Regions from separate parts of the Zea mays genome. Here region 1 is linked to region 2. A link is a contact called in public Hi-C data. All regions are on one chromosome and are shown on one strand. Each heading gives the region's core, a stretch centred on a gene start, on an enhancer-like site or on the middle of the called end of the contact. The rest is flanking DNA. Distances are from core to core; before and after follow the strand shown. Region 1 holds the start of LOC100277702. Region 2 holds the start of LOC100274089.

Region 1 (2,700 bases), core at 133-2,632, 340 kb before region 2:
TTGCAGTAGTCGCCTGCACGTACGGAAGCGCACGATTGAAGTTACGTGGCACATACCCCATTGCTGATTGGTCAAGGAGAAGACATACGGCAGATCATGTGACTTTGGCGCATATCGTGAGTCGTGACAGCGACATGTATGCTACGTACGTGCGTACGTACCGGAGAAAACAAGGGTTCGGGAGGGCTTCACGATCTTCGATCCGACGGCACCGCAAGCGCCCCCCTTGCCACCCACATCGAGATCCGTGCATGGAGACGGCCGCTTCCTGCATGGGAACCTCGGGGAGCTGATGGCGTCCAGCACCGAGTCCGGGCTGGGGTGCTGCTGCTGCTGCGTCGGCGGCGATGGGGACGGCGACGGCGACTGTTCGACGTGTTCGTTGTCGCGGGCGAACGTCCCCGTGGCGCCCTTGCCCGCATGCGCCGTCGTCTTCGCTGCAGCCGGGCAGACCTCGGACGCGGAGGCCGCGCGCATCTCCGCGGCGCGGACGGCCGCGATGATCCGGCGAAGCGTCTTGAGGTCCTCGTCGCACTTCTCCAGCGCGCCCAGCAGCTTCCGCCGCTTCTCCGCGGCTGTCTCCGGCGCCGCCGCCGGCGGCGGCGGAGGCGGACGACTCGGGACGACTGGCCGCAGCAGCGTCGCGGCGGGCGAGGACGGCGCGGACTCCTCCAGGCCCATGAGGCGGGCGATGATGGCCGGCGGCGGCGCCCGGGGGCTGTCGCAGCTGGAGCGCCGGTGCTCCGGCGCGATCGTCGGGCTCCGCGGCGCGTCGCAGGAGCGCCGCCGCCGAACAGCGGTCGTCATCAGCTGCTGCACCGTCGGCTTCGTCGGAGAAGCCGCGGGCGAAGCTGAAGGCTGCTGGGCCGCCGCCTTCTTTCTGGGCGACGACGAGGACGGCGGGGGTGGCGGTGCTTGGGAGGCCCGCGCTGCTGGCGCGTTCTTGGCGGTGAGGCGCTTCCGGTGGTGGCTCCGGTGGTACGGCGAGATGAGGCGGAGGAGGCCGGCCATGCACCCAATGCCACCGCTCCGCCTCTGTGCGGGGGAGCACGTGGAGGGTGCCCGCCGGTTGGCGGCGGGCTCCGGCTGCGGCTGCGGTGGCTGCATAGCCTCTGTGTTCCCTGAGCCGTTTGTTCAGCCGAGCGGGAGCAGCGAAGCACGGCGTGTGGGGGCGTGCCGCGGCATTATAATTGGAGGCGCGCGTGGAGGGCGCAATATAATGACGGCATCGCCCCTGTCGCTCCGGCCCTCCCCGCGGCGATGGCAAGGGCAGCTCAGGGTTTCATCTCGTGCGAGCTTTGCTAGGGGAGGCGACAAAAGCTGTGGACTGGTGGTGGTGGGGTGGGGCAGTATCCGAGTTGAACTGCACACTCCGCTGCGCGCGCTGCGGTGGCCGCTAGCCGCGTGCCTTCCTGTACTACTGCTGCTGCCTTCTGGCTGATGTGTATTAATAAGGTGTTTGTTAATTAAAGCGCTTGTGGAGCGTAGTGTACTACACATACTGTCCAGTACTGTATGGAGATTAAGGAATAATGGCCGCAATCATGTCGTTGGGAAACTTTGGATTAATTATCTGGTCAGTGTCGATGTTGTTGTTTGGGAATGGGAAGCATATATGTTGTTAATTAAGGATGGCATTGGCACTGGCACTGGCACGTAGCCACATCCTGGACCCTCCTCTCCCGTTGCAGCGTTGCTTTAGCTTCAAGTTTACATCTGGTCTGCCATCGCATATATGTGCCGTTTTCCTCTTCCCCGTCAGATTCCAAACAATGACGTCTCGGGAAACGCAAGAACAAACAGATAGCTTCCATGCTACTTCAGCCTCTTTCCGGATTAAAGTACTGCACCCAAAGCCTCTAATGGTGGGGTTGGGTTGGTGGTCATTTGTTAGCTTTGATCATCTGCTACGTATAGATGCCCCCTGTGCTAGCTGTGGTATCCGGGGTCAGGCGGGAAAGCATTGTTGCACGCGCTGTAGGGACAGCAGGCAGAGTGAGTACTAGCTAGCCAGTACACTAACCACAGCCCACTACTAGGCTTAGGCGGCATGCATGCAGAGAGTGGAGCAGAGCAGCGGAGCACAGGGCGAGGAGGCGGTAGCGTTTAGCGCCGCATTTAAAGACGACCGGCGGAGAATGGTGGGAGATCCATCGGGCAAAAGTAAAAGAGGCCATGCAGAAGGAAAAGAAAAGGGCGCATCCATCCATCCATCACTCCGAGGTCGAATCCTAGGCACTGCAATGCGCTGCGCCTCGTGAGACACCCCACGTGGCGACCCCATGCGCGCTACGCGCACACGCACACCAGAGCCGCGGGCCGCGGCCAGAGAGGCCGCCAGGCACTGGTCGACGGTCGTCGTCTAGTCCTCTGGCCGGGGACACCGACGCACTGTGCCTGTTCTGTGCGCGTCGTTCGCAACGGGCACTGCCTGTTCACAGCCCAGCTCTTGGCGCTGCGCGCGCGCGCGGCGGATCGCACTCGGGAGCGAGCATGCTTGCGCGCGTTCACGTTCACGTACCTACTCGCATCATCGTTTTGCGCCGCGGCGGTGTCGTGTTGGGGGCGAGCGACGCAGATGGCGGATGCGGGCGGGCGTTGGCCCTGCCGCCGGCGGCACAGGAAACTGCTGTCGCTAGCTGCGGCGCGCGGGTGCGTGCCCACGGTGTCCACTAGCGCTCGGCGCTGACGGCCTGGTTG
Region 2 (2,851 bases), core at 209-2,708:
TCCCTTTTATAGCTCAAGGGAGGCATATACAAGGGTGCTAAGCCTGACATGTGGGCCCAGGAACAGAATGGAAGGAATACATGGAGTAACTAATGCAGGTGACACCTGAGCAATCTCCAGGCGCCCTGATGTCCGCAGCCCTCACAGTATTGATATGCGACAGCTGCTTCCTTGGTACGTACGAGTAATGATGGTCATAATGCACGTGACAGTATGGGCGTGCCACCTGCCAGCGAAATGGACAGGCACGCCGCCTGCGGAATGGACAGGTCGCCGCCTGCTAGTGGAATGGACAGGTCTCATTAAATACCGAGGCGGTACATCACCTGTCAGCGGAATGGATAGGCGGCGCGCCTTATCCGCAATAAATGCAGGGGCCGCGTAACCCGGAGGCCTTACGTCAGGCTCCGCCTGTTGGCTTACGTCACGTGCAGTTGGCCACGTGGCAGCATCGGGTCTCCGCCTGGGCAGGGAGCAAAAGTGTATGCGGACAGGTCCGCACTAGACTAGGTCCAGACACGTGTCGGTACCGGACCCCGCCTGAGTCCTGTTCAAGGCCCGGGTGTATTCTGTCCTGTGACCTTGGGACCCCACTGTGGGCGGCCCGGACCCCATACGGGGGGACGGGGGGGGAGAGGTCCGAACTGTATATCTGGGGGTCCGACGCTCTCCCGTGGGGTCCGGACTCACTGTTGATGCTTTGGAGCATGCCACCTCCTCTGGACACGTGGCGGCTTCGGACCCGCCCATGTGGTGGAGTCGGGCGCTGCTGTGGACCCAGAATAGCCGTCTGAGATTGGGGCGAGCTAGGGCTTGGTCCCACACACAACACTTCTACCACGCGACTAAGGGGAGGACATATCCTGTGCAATCACTCATTTTGGTACAAGCGTGCAATCAAACTATCCAGAGCATCCAATCTAGATCCAACGGTTTCATATGGAAGGGGTTAAAAGTAAAATAGGTACTATGTTTTAGGTGGAAGTGGTTAAATATAAAATAACAGTCATCATTAGATATAGATCGGATGCACCAGATCGCTTGATTGCATGCTTGCACCAGGATAAGTGATTGCATAGGATATTTTCCCGACTAAGGGATAGTCCCATGAGTTCTTTGTCTTTATATAGTAGCAGGGGTACCCTAGTTTTAAGGTACCGACAAATGGATAAACTAAAATTTAGTCACTATAAACCAAACACCCTATTTTTGGAGTGTTTTGTTTCCACAGCTTAAAAACAGTATCAAAAGTGGATTTAGCAATGCTCCAAAGTTTTACTCCGTATACTTCCGTTTTTCTCTGCCACATGTGGTAGGGGGAGACGAGGAAAAAATGTTTCGTCAAACCAGAGACGAGAGAAGTTTTGTCAAACCAGCAAACGAAGGCGCGGAGACGTGCTGCAGAGCCTGCAGAGGCTTTTCTTCCCCCCACCCCACCCATCGCGTGTGAGTCCACGGTGTGATGTCACGGAGCGGTGGCGGCTTTCCCGATTCACTGTGCGGGAGAAATCCCCGTGCAGCCTTCTTCCACCTCCTCCTACTCTCCGCTATTCGTCTTCGCTGATTTCTGCCGCTCCAATTCCATCGCTTCCCTGCTTTAGAACCTTCTCTGCTAGCTTCTCCCCGTCACAGCTTTTGGTGCCTCGTCATCGGCGACCAAACCGCCGGCGACCGGATAAACTAAGCCAGCTCCTTCGCTCCGAAAGTCGTCTCTCGTAGAGAGCACTTGCTCACCTGCTCCCCGCCCCCCTCTGCTGGCGCTGGACTTGCTCGGAGTGGAGATCCATCCGGACCTGGTTCGATTTCTTCATTTCGGTAAGTAACCCTAGCTTGCTGGGTTGATTCTTTTGACTCTTAAGAGTTTTTTTTGTTTGCTGAACGGAAGGATTCCGAGTGTTTAGTTTGTTGCGGATTTGCTGTCTGAGAGCGTTGTAATCTATCCATGCAGGGTTCGATTCGGTTTTTCTATCCCAGAGCGAAAGATCAATATCACCTGACACAACATAACGATTTCGTGGAAGCCGAGGTGCGCGGGCATTTATTTTTTCTGAAATACGGACTGATTCGGAATTGAATCCCTATACTATACCCCACCCACGTCTGGGTCGTCCGCCCCCTGTGTCACTGTGTTGCCGTGCTGTCCTAGTTTCGTACTTGCTTTGGAAAGCTTGGCGCTGCTATTAAGGCAGTATCATTTGGGAAGGTGTTTCATCACTTGGGCTTCCCGTTACGAGTTGAGTTATTGAAAGCTGCTCTGTCGGCTTCCAGGCTACCTCCTTCGAGCCGGCCTGATCTCCTCTCTCACATACCCTTGTTCTCTTGATCACCTGTATTTTATCTATGCTCCCCAGCACTTTCTGATCTTCTAAATCACTCGTGTGAGTGAATGTGTTATTGTAAAAATTACTGTGGGCTCGTGGTTTTAATTTTTAAGGATGGTCTTTGCTTCCACAAAGCTAAGCAAGCTGGGGTATAATTGTATGAGCTGGGAAATTTAGGAATTTGCCTAGTAATCAACGTTTTGGAACTAAAAAAACCATTCTTCATCTTTTCAATACCTTGCGTCCAAATGATGTGTTACTGTACTTGTTGTCTTTGGAATTACGAGCTGCTATTGACAGGTGGCATTTGGAAAGGTGTCACCACCATGATTGTCAATTAACCACGGCTAGATGCCTTTTGTTAATATTTCCAGATTAAGAACATGCAGTTAACTCTGACCGGTTGCTGTTTTTGGTAACGGTACGGTACCAATATGCCAGTGCTTAGATGGGCTATCGTTTTTGCCATTTGTACCTTTATACCTGTATATCATTTAATGATATTGCTGATATACCTGGAAATTTGTTTC

The links. Hi-C and Micro-C count contacts between places; a contact is called where the count stands out from the background.
Region 1: a Hi-C map of root tip shows a contact between it and region 2, with 4 times the contacts expected there. The contact joins the promoter of LOC100277702 here to the promoter of LOC100274089 in region 2. A contact is called at or near these places in 8 of 25 Hi-C or Micro-C datasets (bundle sheath, ear, endosperm and 4 more).

What each region holds. Positions count from the first base shown.
Region 1 is chr1:51,972,330-51,975,029 of Zm-B73-REFERENCE-NAM-5.0, reverse strand. LOC100277702 reads right to left here and starts at 1,382. Exons shown (of 2, transcript NM_001151203.2): 1 at 162-1,382; 2 at 1-13. The coding sequence starts at 1,107.
Region 2 is chr1:51,630,670-51,633,520 of Zm-B73-REFERENCE-NAM-5.0, reverse strand. LOC100274089 reads left to right here and starts at 1,458. Exons shown (of 10, transcript NM_001148468.1): 1 at 1,458-1,815; 2 at 1,949-2,026.